Regions from separate parts of the Mus musculus genome. Here regions 1, 2 and 4 are each linked to region 3. Evidence: chromatin contacts called from public Hi-C data. All regions are on one chromosome and are shown on one strand. The core of a region is the stretch at or near the end of the contact, and the rest is flanking DNA. Distances in the headings are between cores, read along the strand shown.

What was found. A called contact is a pair of places that touch in the nucleus more often than the background predicts.
Region 1: a contact with region 3 is called in a Hi-C map of cerebellum, with 2.6 times the contacts expected there. The contact joins two enhancer-like sites. A contact is called at or near these places in 4 of 484 Hi-C or Micro-C datasets (cerebellar granule neurons, cerebellum and embryonic stem cells) and 1 of 115 datasets of contacts at active chromatin or transcription factors (fibro-adipogenic progenitors).
Region 2: a contact with region 3 is called in a Hi-C map of cerebellar granule neurons, with 5 times the contacts expected there. The contact joins two enhancer-like sites. A contact is called at or near these places in 8 of 484 Hi-C or Micro-C datasets (the CH12 cell line, cerebellar granule neurons, cerebellum and 5 more) and 2 of 115 datasets of contacts at active chromatin or transcription factors (embryonic basal ganglia and embryonic forebrain).
Region 4: a contact with region 3 is called in a Hi-C map of cerebellum, with 3 times the contacts expected there. The contact joins two enhancer-like sites. A contact is called at or near these places in 2 of 484 Hi-C or Micro-C datasets (both in cerebellum), 2 of 115 datasets of contacts at active chromatin or transcription factors (fibro-adipogenic progenitors and pancreatic cancer cells) and 1 of 9 other capture datasets (embryonic stem cells).

The regions. Positions count from the first base shown.
Region 1 is chr4:82,612,932-82,615,631 of GRCm38.p6, forward strand. No RefSeq gene overlaps it. Among named protein-coding and RNA genes, the nearest start is that of n-THgtg10, 5.4 kb to the right of the region's middle. Within about 2 kb of position 1,435, at least 47 of the 459 cell types and tissues checked have an H3K27ac peak or open chromatin away from gene starts, as enhancers often do. A contact at or near this core is called in cerebellum, where this site is marked.
Region 2 is chr4:82,535,999-82,538,698 of GRCm38.p6, forward strand. The region is part of intron 1 of Gm11266 (predicted gene 11266); the gene reads left to right. Among named protein-coding and RNA genes, the nearest start is that of Gm11266, 29 kb to the left of the region's middle. Within about 2 kb of position 1,398, at least 60 of the 459 cell types and tissues checked have an H3K27ac peak or open chromatin away from gene starts, as enhancers often do. A contact at or near this core is called in cerebellar granule neurons and cerebellum, where this site is marked.
Region 3 is chr4:81,936,233-81,938,932 of GRCm38.p6, forward strand. No RefSeq gene overlaps it. Among named protein-coding and RNA genes, the nearest start is that of Gm46886, 3.4 kb to the left of the region's middle. Within about 2 kb of position 1,324, at least 9 of the 459 cell types and tissues checked have an H3K27ac peak or open chromatin away from gene starts, as enhancers often do. A contact at or near this core is called in cerebellar granule neurons and cerebellum, where this site is marked.
Region 4 is chr4:82,591,271-82,593,970 of GRCm38.p6, forward strand. No RefSeq gene overlaps it. Among named protein-coding and RNA genes, the nearest start is that of Gm11267, 4.4 kb to the left of the region's middle. Within about 2 kb of position 1,276, at least 16 of the 459 cell types and tissues checked have an H3K27ac peak or open chromatin away from gene starts, as enhancers often do. A contact at or near this core is called in cerebellum, where this site is marked.

The sequences.
Region 1 (2,700 bases), core at 185-2,684, 680 kb after region 3:
CTAACAATGTGGTTTGACCTCCGGAACCCACATAAAGGTGGAAAGAGAGGACTGACTCCACAAAGTGCTCTGACTTCCATAGCCACACCACGGTGCAAGTACCCAGGCAGACACACCAGTGACACACACAAGAATTTAAAAACTTAAAAACCAAGTTGTAGTACCGAGGATCGTAGTGAGCATAGTGAGTGTTTGCATTCACTCTGCCCTCTGTACGGTTGCTTTACTTGCTCAGGTTGTCTACACATCCCTTCCGTAGGGTATATTTGCCAGTCATATCATGTATGTAGACAAAGAGAGGTGAGACGAGACCAAGGTATTTGTCTATGATGGGCACCCATCAAGTAACTTGTTGTTTAAATAGAGCATCTGCCCTAGGGCTCGAATGTTTGACAACTAGACTGACCATGGCCCTTACTCTAGATAGCATGGTAACCTTCTGTCACGGTCACTCTGGGAACTGGATTCATTCTTGGAAGCAGATGCCAAAGACTAGAGGAGACTATGACTCTAGTGCACTGAGGGGACTCTAAGTACAGCAAGTAAGGCAGAAATGTGTGAACTATGTGTGTGTGTGTGTGTGTGTGTGTGTGTGTGTGAGAGAGAGAGAGAGAGAGAGAGAGAGAGAGAGAGAGAAGGCTGTGTACCTGGATGGAAAAATCTGAGAGAGCATGGGCCACAGGTAGCAGCTATAAAAGCACAGGATTCTGAAGAGGCAGAAACATCATTGTCTCAAGGAAATTTGGGGGTAAAGTTCCTAGTGAGGTACACTAAAATACCCCAAGACCTCATCTAAAACCCTTCTAGTATAGAGCTACAGTATCCTTCAGTTCAGTCTTGTCTCTGTGTAAGAGTGGGCTATGTAAAGATCCAGACTTGCCTCAGGTTTGGCAGGCAGTTAGTGAGGCTGTGGTTGTTACTGCCTCTGTCGGCCTTTGGAATTCTTGGGAAAAGCAGAAAGCACAAATGACCAGGCCCCAGCTTGAAGGCAGCTGCAGCCATGAGTTCCGGTCAAAATCCCTCCTGTTTTGGATTTGGTGATCCGTGTGTTCACAAAATGACAAAGAAGAAAAGAGGAAGCAAGGGATGCAGTGACGACGTAGAAATGGGAACAGGAGAAAGTGAGAGAGGCTCCCAGCTGTCTGATTTGTGTGGTGTGATCCCTGCCATGGCTCCGGCTCGGCAGGATTTATGTGGCTTCATTAATCACACTTTCTTTTGAAATGGAATTTTCTGCCTTGGAGCCTTTGAACATTGACATCCAAACACAATATATTCCTTTAAAATCACCTCTGGATAAAGACAACCTGTGGAGGTAATTTCCCCAGCTCCTAGGTGGGGTCTGTTTGATTCTCAGATCTTGATGTAATGTGTGAAATTGGCCCCTCCCTGCCCAGAACAGAAAGGAGTTCCTTGTCTCTGACCAACAACAAGCAGTGCCATCTAGTGGCAATTTGTTTTTATTTTGGTTAATAAGAAAGGGGCCTCCCAGGCCAGCTAGTGTTCTCAGAATTTGGGGAAAAAAACAAAACAAACAAACAGACAAACAAAAAAACCGCTCTTGTCATGCAGTTAAATGACAGAGACAAGAGTGTCGTAGAACTGCCGCCAATCAAAGTGGCCGAGTCCAGGGTAGGCCTTTTGTTGAGGGGTTGTCAGCTTTTGAGGTCTGGGAAGTCGACACAAACCACACAGAACAAAGAGTTCCCTGGGAGGGGGAGGAAGGCAAGAGAGAACACCCTTGCCAACTACACAGCACCATGTCTAACTCTAAAACTGTCCCCAGTTTGCTGATGAGCAAAACCAGAAAGAGGTCACGCTGGAAGCCAAGCCGTGGAAGTGACAGAGGTGGGGCTAACCCCAGGTCTCTTTACAGTTTCTTTCAGAGTCTGCTTTTGTTAGAATTTCCCTTCCTGAAGACCAACCTGCCCAAGTCTCCCACTGACTGTCAGCCACTGAGTTACCAGTACCAGTTAGCAGAGGTAGGGTAGGGGTTCTGTTAGGATTTTTTAGACTGTGGTTCTTGTGGCTGAGGTGCTAAGGGAGAAATGGCCCACGCTTTATGTCTCCCTGCCCTTATCCTTGAGACTGAAGCCCAACAGTTGGGTATTTGCTAGCTCTTTGCAAAGCCAACTGCCTCTCTTGCTGCAGCTCAGCACCGGGCCTCAGGGCATCCTCAGGGCACCTGTGCAACAAGCTTTTTGCCTCAGCACTGCTTCTTAAAAGTGAGCTCTAGCTTGTCAGATCCTGTTTTAGCAAATCATTTCCTATGAATTGGTGAGCTTTAATCGTGGAAAAATAAGTTTAAAATATAGTCTTCATAACTGGAGAATGATTGTAAAACAAGAATATATATATATATATATATATATATATATATATAGTTTACTTGGGGTTGTTCAATGTGTGACTTGGTTAGAAAAGTAAATGTAGATTTTTGTTTCTGAAAACTGACTGAAAAAGAAACAAAAATTGTCTATGACTATAAAGTCTCTTCAATAAGACACGTTGACCATGGGACCCAATGGGCTAGCTCTGCTCCGTTGTACTGCAGAAAGCGAGAGAGAAAGAACATTTGGTTACAGCTGGTAGTAATGAAGTGTGTGTAGCTCTGGATCTTTAATCAGTCACTCAACTACAGTTATGTAGGTAGCTGTATTATGTTGTTTGAACAACCTCTAATAGACCACACAGGCAGAC
Region 2 (2,700 bases), core at 148-2,647, 600 kb after region 3:
CAGAATGCAAGGGCCTCACAGAGGGGCCAGCGAAGAAAAGAACTTCCTAGACAGCCAGAACCAGTCTGTGCCTTTCAGAGACTCCTGCTCTTCTGCCGGCAAGGTTTGGACTGGGGAAAGGTGAAGGTGGCTGGTGGGTGAGAGGAGAATAGGAGAAGGGGGTAAGGGTGGCTACTTTACTCTCCCTGTCAGAGCTAGCTGAGGCCAACTTTAAGGGGTCAAGGTACCAGAAAACTGCAAGTTTAGATAGCTTGTCCAGTGACAGAGGCTTTGAATTTGCCACAGTCTCTAGATAGGATGTGAAGCTGGGAAGAAGGGAGAGAGAGATTTTTTGGAACACTGGAAACAGGGCCAGACCTTGATACCCTTAAAAATCAAAGAGCCCAAGGTCACATCTGCCCACAGCTCTTGACGTAGGGGCTGGTGACAGTGGGGAGCCTGAACTGGTTCCTAAAGAGAGAGGTAGGGTAAGACCAGGATTCCTGGCTGAGATGGCAAAAGGTACCACTAAGCAAGGGCTCAGAGAAGGAGCAGGGGAAAGCCTGTCTCCCAAGACAGTTTTAGATCGTCCCTCCCGAGGGGCCCAGTCCCCGGTCTCCTCCACCCTTCGAGGGTGGCACACGCGGGAATCTTTGGGCCATTGCTAGCGGTTTCCTGACTTTGCGTCGGGTCATTGCGCACCACGTGCATCAATGGCCCCAGGGGAAGAATTTCGGCTAGCACTCCCTGGAGAAGAGGACTATGCTGGCCCCAGATTGTACAAGCGGGCCACCAACTTCTCCCTGAGCTTCCATAAGGAGTCATGAATCGCAGTGCACGCGAGGCTCGCGGGTTCCATGCTCGCCCTGGCACATCGCTCTCCCTCACTGTTCAGCGCACCAACAGAACCGGGACTGCAATTCTGTTCCAAGCCAGCGCAGCTCACCCTCCTTGTCCAAGGCTAGGGCATTTTGAGGAAGGATCTTCCCAAAGGAACCCATCTCTCTAAAGCGGGAGTAGGGTTCTTTAGTAACTCTCTGGGGGTGGGAGGTAAATCAAATTGCCTGTGGGCTTGCAGCTGGAAGCCAGCTATTTAGGCTCGCTGAGCCTCGTTCCTAACGGATCAGCTCTTTCGATGTTTGGGGATAAGTTGAAGACTGAAGAGAAAACATGATTATCTTAAGTAACTCGCACATCGCCGTTTTCGTCCCCGACTAAAAGTCTGTGTCTTGGGCCAGTTTCGCGATGCCCACGCAAGGCCCAGACTTTAATATTTAAACCAGGCCAGGTGAAACTACCTGTTGGGGTACACTGCAGTCTATAAATCTGATCCTCCTCTCCTTACACAGTTTTGGGGAGAGCTGGAACTGTTCTGGGGGTGTTCAGAGAAGGGACTTCAGCCGAAGGGCGAGCGGCAGTAGTAACAGAGTCTGGCGATGCCCGGGAACTGCACTAGCTCCTCGGCCTCGGTCTGCAGAAGCTAAAGACAGCCCCATGCAGCCGAATCTCGGCGCGATTCTCTATGATTCACTATGAAGCAGTGTGGAAGATTCTTGAGACCAGAGCGCGAGGGGACTCTCAAAAACAAAGAGCCGGGGGCAACTTGCTATGCTCCCGCCCCCCACGGTACACTCCAACCCTTAACGTTTCTCCCTATGCGGAAATTCACTCAACTTCTCCGAGGAGCAGGCGACGGATGCTCTCCTGCCACAGCCTGGGGGCTACCGGCAGCTTCTAGGCCACTTTGCTGGAAGAAAGTCATTGCCTCAAGGAGCAGACACACATTCTTAATCCAGCAGCCGCCGAAGAGCAGTTCACTTACCAGGACCTGATGAGCCCGTGGGGAGGATTTTTAGAAGCTGGGGACAGGCAGGCTCATGTGTCCTAGAACCTGTGGGAAAGACCATTGGGACTGAAGTTTCACTTGGAAAGTGCTGGGCGCAGCCCGGCTCTGGCGCACATTTTCCAGGCTTCCAGGCAGCCAAACTGCGGGAAGCTGCTGGAGGCACCTGGGGCTCAGGCTTTTCCATTGAGAGTTTCTGATGCGGGTTGCTAGTTGTTTATTTTTGTTTTTGTTTGTATGTGTGTGGCTTTTTTTTTTTTTTGGCAGCGAACCCCACTGAGCTTGGGGAGCACCAATATTTGGAATTGCCGTACCAAGGGTCTCATCAGAGGATCAGAGGAGATAAGCAACTTGGGGAACGCGGCGCATTTAGTTTTCTAAGGCCATGCGTTTTTTTATCCCCCACGGTCACTATTTATTTGGCTGCAAACGAAATGGGAATAGATATTAGGAAACTGGGGGGAAGAAAGCGGATAAGCCTTAAATTGTTGAGAGCGCTCCTTTTTACAGTGAAGACTATAGGACTACGTGGAATGGAGAGAAATTATTAGTGAGACTTCATCGCACAGGAATGGTGGAGGAGATTGAGCCACGGAACTAGAAGATGTCTCCGATCTGTTTTGCGCACCGCAGGTTCCCCACCCGCAGTTAATCATCCTGGCAATATTCGCTTGATCTGCCCGCAAGTAGCTTGTCTCCCCGTCCTTCCTGACACTTCCCTTCTCTGTTTACATCTTTCCATGCTGGGTCACCAGCCAGAGTTTTGGGCTTCCCGGACCTCTCGGGTGCCTTGGCAAAAACTCTTACAAACTTTTCGAGCGCACACTTGCGGGTGGGCTCTCTCCAAGCGGGTCTCTGGACTGCCAAGAGACCCTCTT
Region 3 (2,700 bases), core at 74-2,573:
TTCTGAATGACTTAGATTGAGTACCTCTTGCCTTTAGAGATTCAACCCACAAGTTTCGTACTCTTTCCTTTTGTTTTAACATTGTTTCTGAATTTCATTCCTTCAATTTCAAACTAATGGGGGGGGGGGTAAATTATATACATTTATGCTATATATAACATATATAATATATATTGTTTGAATAAAATGAGTATTTTCCACCATTGCTATACCAAAAGGAAGCACTGTTTTGTCATAACTTATAGCTATTGAATTTTTGAAGATTATGCTCAGATTTTATTCTTTGTCATCTTTGCCGCTTCTAGCACCAGAATTCAGGGTACAGACACAGAGTGTGTGTATTCTCCTTAGTGTGTATTCTCAGTACTCTTTCTTCAGCCCCAATGTTCAATATGTTATAAAGAGCTTTGATCACAAATGTTTGCAGACTAAGAGATAAAATTCTGGGGTAGGAGAAAAGAGGGGTCGTATCTTGGGTTTCTCGATAACTGTATGTTTAGGGGCAGCTTATAAAAGTTGCCTGGTTTTGTTTTGTTTTGACTAGAGATGGAGAATACCTACCTGTAAATTCTCAAGGCCAGTGGGTAAAAGCAAGCATTTGCATGAAGTGGTGAATCTGGTAACTGGCATATAGCAAGTATTGTAAAATTAGAAGTTTTCTTAATGATTTGGTTAATAATTCTAAACATTTGGAGAAGAGAAACAATTCACTATATTTTCTAACTTCAATTTTTTGTAAGCTAGCAGTCTAACAATAATAGCTTTGTGTCTTTACTATAAGATTCTTGTTTGTATTTGTAATTGTCTCACAAATATAGTTTTCTGTTCATTTACTTGTTTTGTATTTTTAAGACAGGTACTTGCTATGTATTCCTTGATGTATGAGAAGTCACGATCCTTTTAATTCATTCTCCAGAGTGCTGGGAATTCTTGTATTCAGCATGACAACCAGCCTAATGAGAATGATTTTCAAGTCCCTTCTTACCTTCATTCTTTGAATTGAGCCAGCATCCATATTGTATTTTCAAAGGAATGGCACTTACTGCTTGACACTACTGCTGGACTCTAAAATAAGAGCCAACCAGAATTTAGGACTGAGTGAGCAAAGGGCTCTGCAAAGCTCCAACTGGTTTGTGTAGCAAAGAGCAGGCAGGCAGGACTCCTTCTCCTTCACCTCACACAAGGGAAGGATTGATCCTTCTCTTCCTCTTCATCCCCCACATCCTAAACAGATTTCCTGAAAGACCTTCTGGTTACGTTCTCATCCCCTTGGCAAGGCAACTTGTACGCTGAGCCAGTCAGCTGTCTCATTGAGATTCACTGCCAGGTGGACAGCTTTGATGGCAAGGAGGTGGCGTTCCGCCCAGTTAAGCAGCTTTCAAGCCTCAAGCCATAAAGATGAGCTCCTGGCCCTTCTTCCTCCAGGAGGATGCTGCAGACATATTGCCTGCCCTTGGAAGTACGGCTTTCCTGTGGTGCAAATTATTGAGCTGTGCAGAACACCTTACTTATTGCTCTCTCCTCAGAGCACTGGAGACACAGACCTTGTCCAGTTTCTTGTGTCAGCTTTTCTTTGCTAGTGCTGTTCAAGTAATTAGCTAGAGTTGGAAGCAAGAATTAAGTTGGAGGAATTTAATCTCAGTTGATGCTGCTCTTTATATCCACCAGGAAAAAAAAAAGAGTGCTATAAAACATGAAGGAAGTGAAGGAGCTCATGTTTCTGAGTATTTCTTTTATAATGGGCCTTGCATTTTCAACCAAACACACCAACAGCTGTCCTGTGGTGAGGAAACATGTTATGTGCTCTTGCCCATTTTATAGACAGGAATACTAAGAACAACAAAAAAGATTTAAAGAAGACATTTAAAAACCAACAGAATTTTACATTTTTTTAAACCACATATGTAATATATGCTAATTTTAAATGGAAAATAGTTAAAAAGAAGTAAGATAGTCCATTAAATTAAGAATTAGAAAGAAGCACACTGGAGGAGTCCTGAGTTGCTGGCTCATGTGCAAGGAACAGAAAGGTGAGAATTTTCCCCCAGAAACCTTGTTTGGAAGTGGTCTCTTGTGTTTGCACCAACTCACTCCTTCTCGGAGGAGATAGAGAGAGATACAACCTCGCTCTATGCAAGGGATGACCATTTTCCTGAAACCTTAGGCCTCAAAAGAATGTGTAAGAGTTTTCCAGCAATCCATAACCATTTGGAAAATTCAAAGGCAGAAATGAGCCATCCATGGTTGTCTAGCAAGAGAAACAGGAAAGACTTCTTGCTCATGGGAGCCATCAGCCAACCTAGCGATGCCCAGATGAGGGCTGCAAGAATATTTCCTGTAAGGACACTGAGGGAAGGAAGTTGAGACCATTTGATTTCTCCCTAACAAGGCATTTCTTATGGGAGTGTGGGGCCTCTGGACAAGCTATGTGGAGGACCACAGGAAAACCTATGAGGCAGCATCTGGAGCAAAGAGAACTGTCATAGGTAGCTATTGTGTTTCGACCTTGGCAACTAAACACCAGAGTGAGACAGAAAGGCACGGAGCTTGGGGAATGTGCTCAAAGTGAACTACATGTACTTGTATGAAAATTACTGAATGCCATGAAAACACCAGCCAAAGTTTTCTGAATGAATCGATAAAAGCAAATACATTTCCCTCAACATTAGTGAACTTGTGAGGGCTCCTTAAGACACTGTC
Region 4 (2,700 bases), core at 26-2,525, 650 kb after region 3:
GGCTGGCGGGATGGCTCAGTGAGCAAGGACAGTGGCTGCAGCTGCACAGGCATGGCAGCCTGGGGCTCAGACACTAGTCCCTACATACAAAGACAGGTGTGGCTGTCTGCACCTGGAACCCAGTGCGGTCAGGGGCAGAGAAGGAAGGCTCATTGGTACTTACTGTCTACCAGCCTAGTTCCAGGTTCAATGAAAGACCCTATATCAAGCAAGTATGACAGTGAATAACAGAGATGACAGTTGATGGCTTTGGCTTCTCACATAGAAGGTCTCTCTCTCTCTCTCTCTCTCTCTCTCTCACACACACACACACACACACACACACACACACACACTGCAGATCATTGCTGTTTCTCTCAAGTATGTGTATGTACATATGCATGTGCCATTGGACATAGCCTTAAATTTTCATTTGTAAGATACAGAGAAGAAATAAAACTTGAAAGCTTAGAGGCAGAGGAAGAGAAGCATAAAACCATACATACCCTCTCCTTAAGGACATTTACAACCAGGATGAAGCTGGATCCACTTGCTACCTCAGGCCCCAGTTAGAGAGGCAGAGGTCAAATAGTCAGATGAGTAAACCACAAGGAGACAATCATTAGTTTCTGTCAAAAAAGCTCACAAGTGCCACATCTCCCTTCACCGAGCTCCTGTCCTGAATTCCCAGTTCACGCACAATCCAAAGAGAGTGAGAAGGGCCCCTTTCTCCCCCTCTAGTTCTGAGGATATAATAGAGGGTTTTTTTTTAATTTGCTAGCTTACAAATCTAAAATATTCTAAACCTCAGAATTATTTTTAGGTCCAAAAAAATTAAAACCATAAAGTAAAATACAGTGCTAATATTAGTGGGTAGCATTGTTGCAATATTTTTAACAAAATTTTATCACCTTTTAAAAAAAAGCTTATTAAGTTGAAGAGGGAACTAAAAAAACACCACTCGGACCCTTTACAAAGCATTTTTCTCTTTACATACCATAGCAACCTAATAAAGACATGGTAACTTGGCAGATGGCATGGCACATTAGTCTTGGAACAAAACATTAGATGCCAAAAACGTGCTAGAAAATCCCTTCCTTCCTTCCTTCCTTCCTTCCTTCCTTCCTTCCTTCCTTCCTTTATTTTTCCCTTCCTTTTCCCCTTCCATTTTGTGTTATTCTTTATGTCATCCATAAGAAAAGGTTATCAACTTACAGTTTTTCAGTGCCTAAACAAAAGACATTGCTAAGGCCAGAAAGACTCTGGAGCCCAGTCTGGACAGGAGCATTGTAAGTAACAGCTTCTGTCTTACTTAGCACTGTTTAGGAGGTGTATATCGACTGACCATTTCTACATTGAGCAGAATTATTCCCTTTGTCTTTTTCTTATACACGTGTCTGAGGTCCTCTTTTTAATGGAGGTGTGGAATCACCCAGATGTACATTCTGGGGATCCCAGCATCTGTGGCCATGATATAATGCAGACAGGGTGCCCCTCTTCTCGGGCAGGGGAGATAAGCTCTGTTAAAAATACAGCCTTGTTTCTTTAAGAACTAGGCGATGGTTTCCAGCCAGCCTCTTCAGGCAGTGAACGTTACCCCTGCCAGGTGGCAGTGCTCCCAGTGATGGAAGATGTAGGGCACTGTGTGTGTGTGTGTGTGTGTGTGTGTGTGTGTGTGAGAGAGAGAGAGAGAGAGAGAGAGAGAGAGAGAGAGAGAAGGCCTAACATCCCTACTTTGTAAATTGTAGGCTCATTTAGAATTCAAAGAATTAACCTAAATCTAAGTTGGACCAGAAAGAGAAATCCCCTTCTCTCTCCCCTTCCTCCTCCCTCTTTTCCTCCTCCATAGCTCTGCCCTCTTCTCTTCCCTCTCCTCCCCTTTCCCATCCCACCCTCCTTCTAAAGATTGCCTTGGACACATACTCTTTAACCTCATCTACATAAGAACAAAATTGTAGGCAGCTTTCTGCATATCACACTTTTTCTTATTAGTATGAAACCAATAAAAGGACCTGTCCTCCAGAGAGGAAAGGATTCAACATTTTGCCTTGTAATAGCTGGCTGTCTTTTAAAACTGTCATGTAATTTCAGTGTCACCTAAAGTGTCTTATTACAAAGGCAAATCTCTCTGTCAAATAGATGTCACTATTCAGTCTCAGAAGGAAATTTCTACCAAGCAATGAGATAACCACAGGTTTCCATGAGGCTTATTCCAGCCTGTGAGCCTAAGAGAAAAGGAACACCTAAGGACGAACATTGTAAATAGATGGACCAAGATCATGAATCCCTTTAGATAAAAACCATTTGTAATTATCACAGGAAAATTTAGAATGTATTTTATCAACGATGAAGATTCAGAAAATTTAAGAAATGAGACTCAACATTTCTCAATCATTTTTCTTTTCCTCTTGGACCCAGCTATACTTTTATTCTTGGACACTGATTCTTCTGTCTTCTACTGAAAGCTATTTAGTAGGTCATAGGTCAAAGGAACATATTCTACTTCCAAGTTTAAGCCTTGGAAACCTCTCAGCAGCCAGCGTATAATCTCTTCCCCTCCATCTATGAGCTGACTGGTACTGCAGTATAAGCTAGAAGTCACATGGTGAGGATGGCATGGCTTTCATCAGCCTAGTTCCTCGATGGCTGCAGGGAGCTGAGCCTCTTCACTAATCAGATTTCAGGGACTAAGAAATAAGCCTGTGGTATTATGCTGTTGAG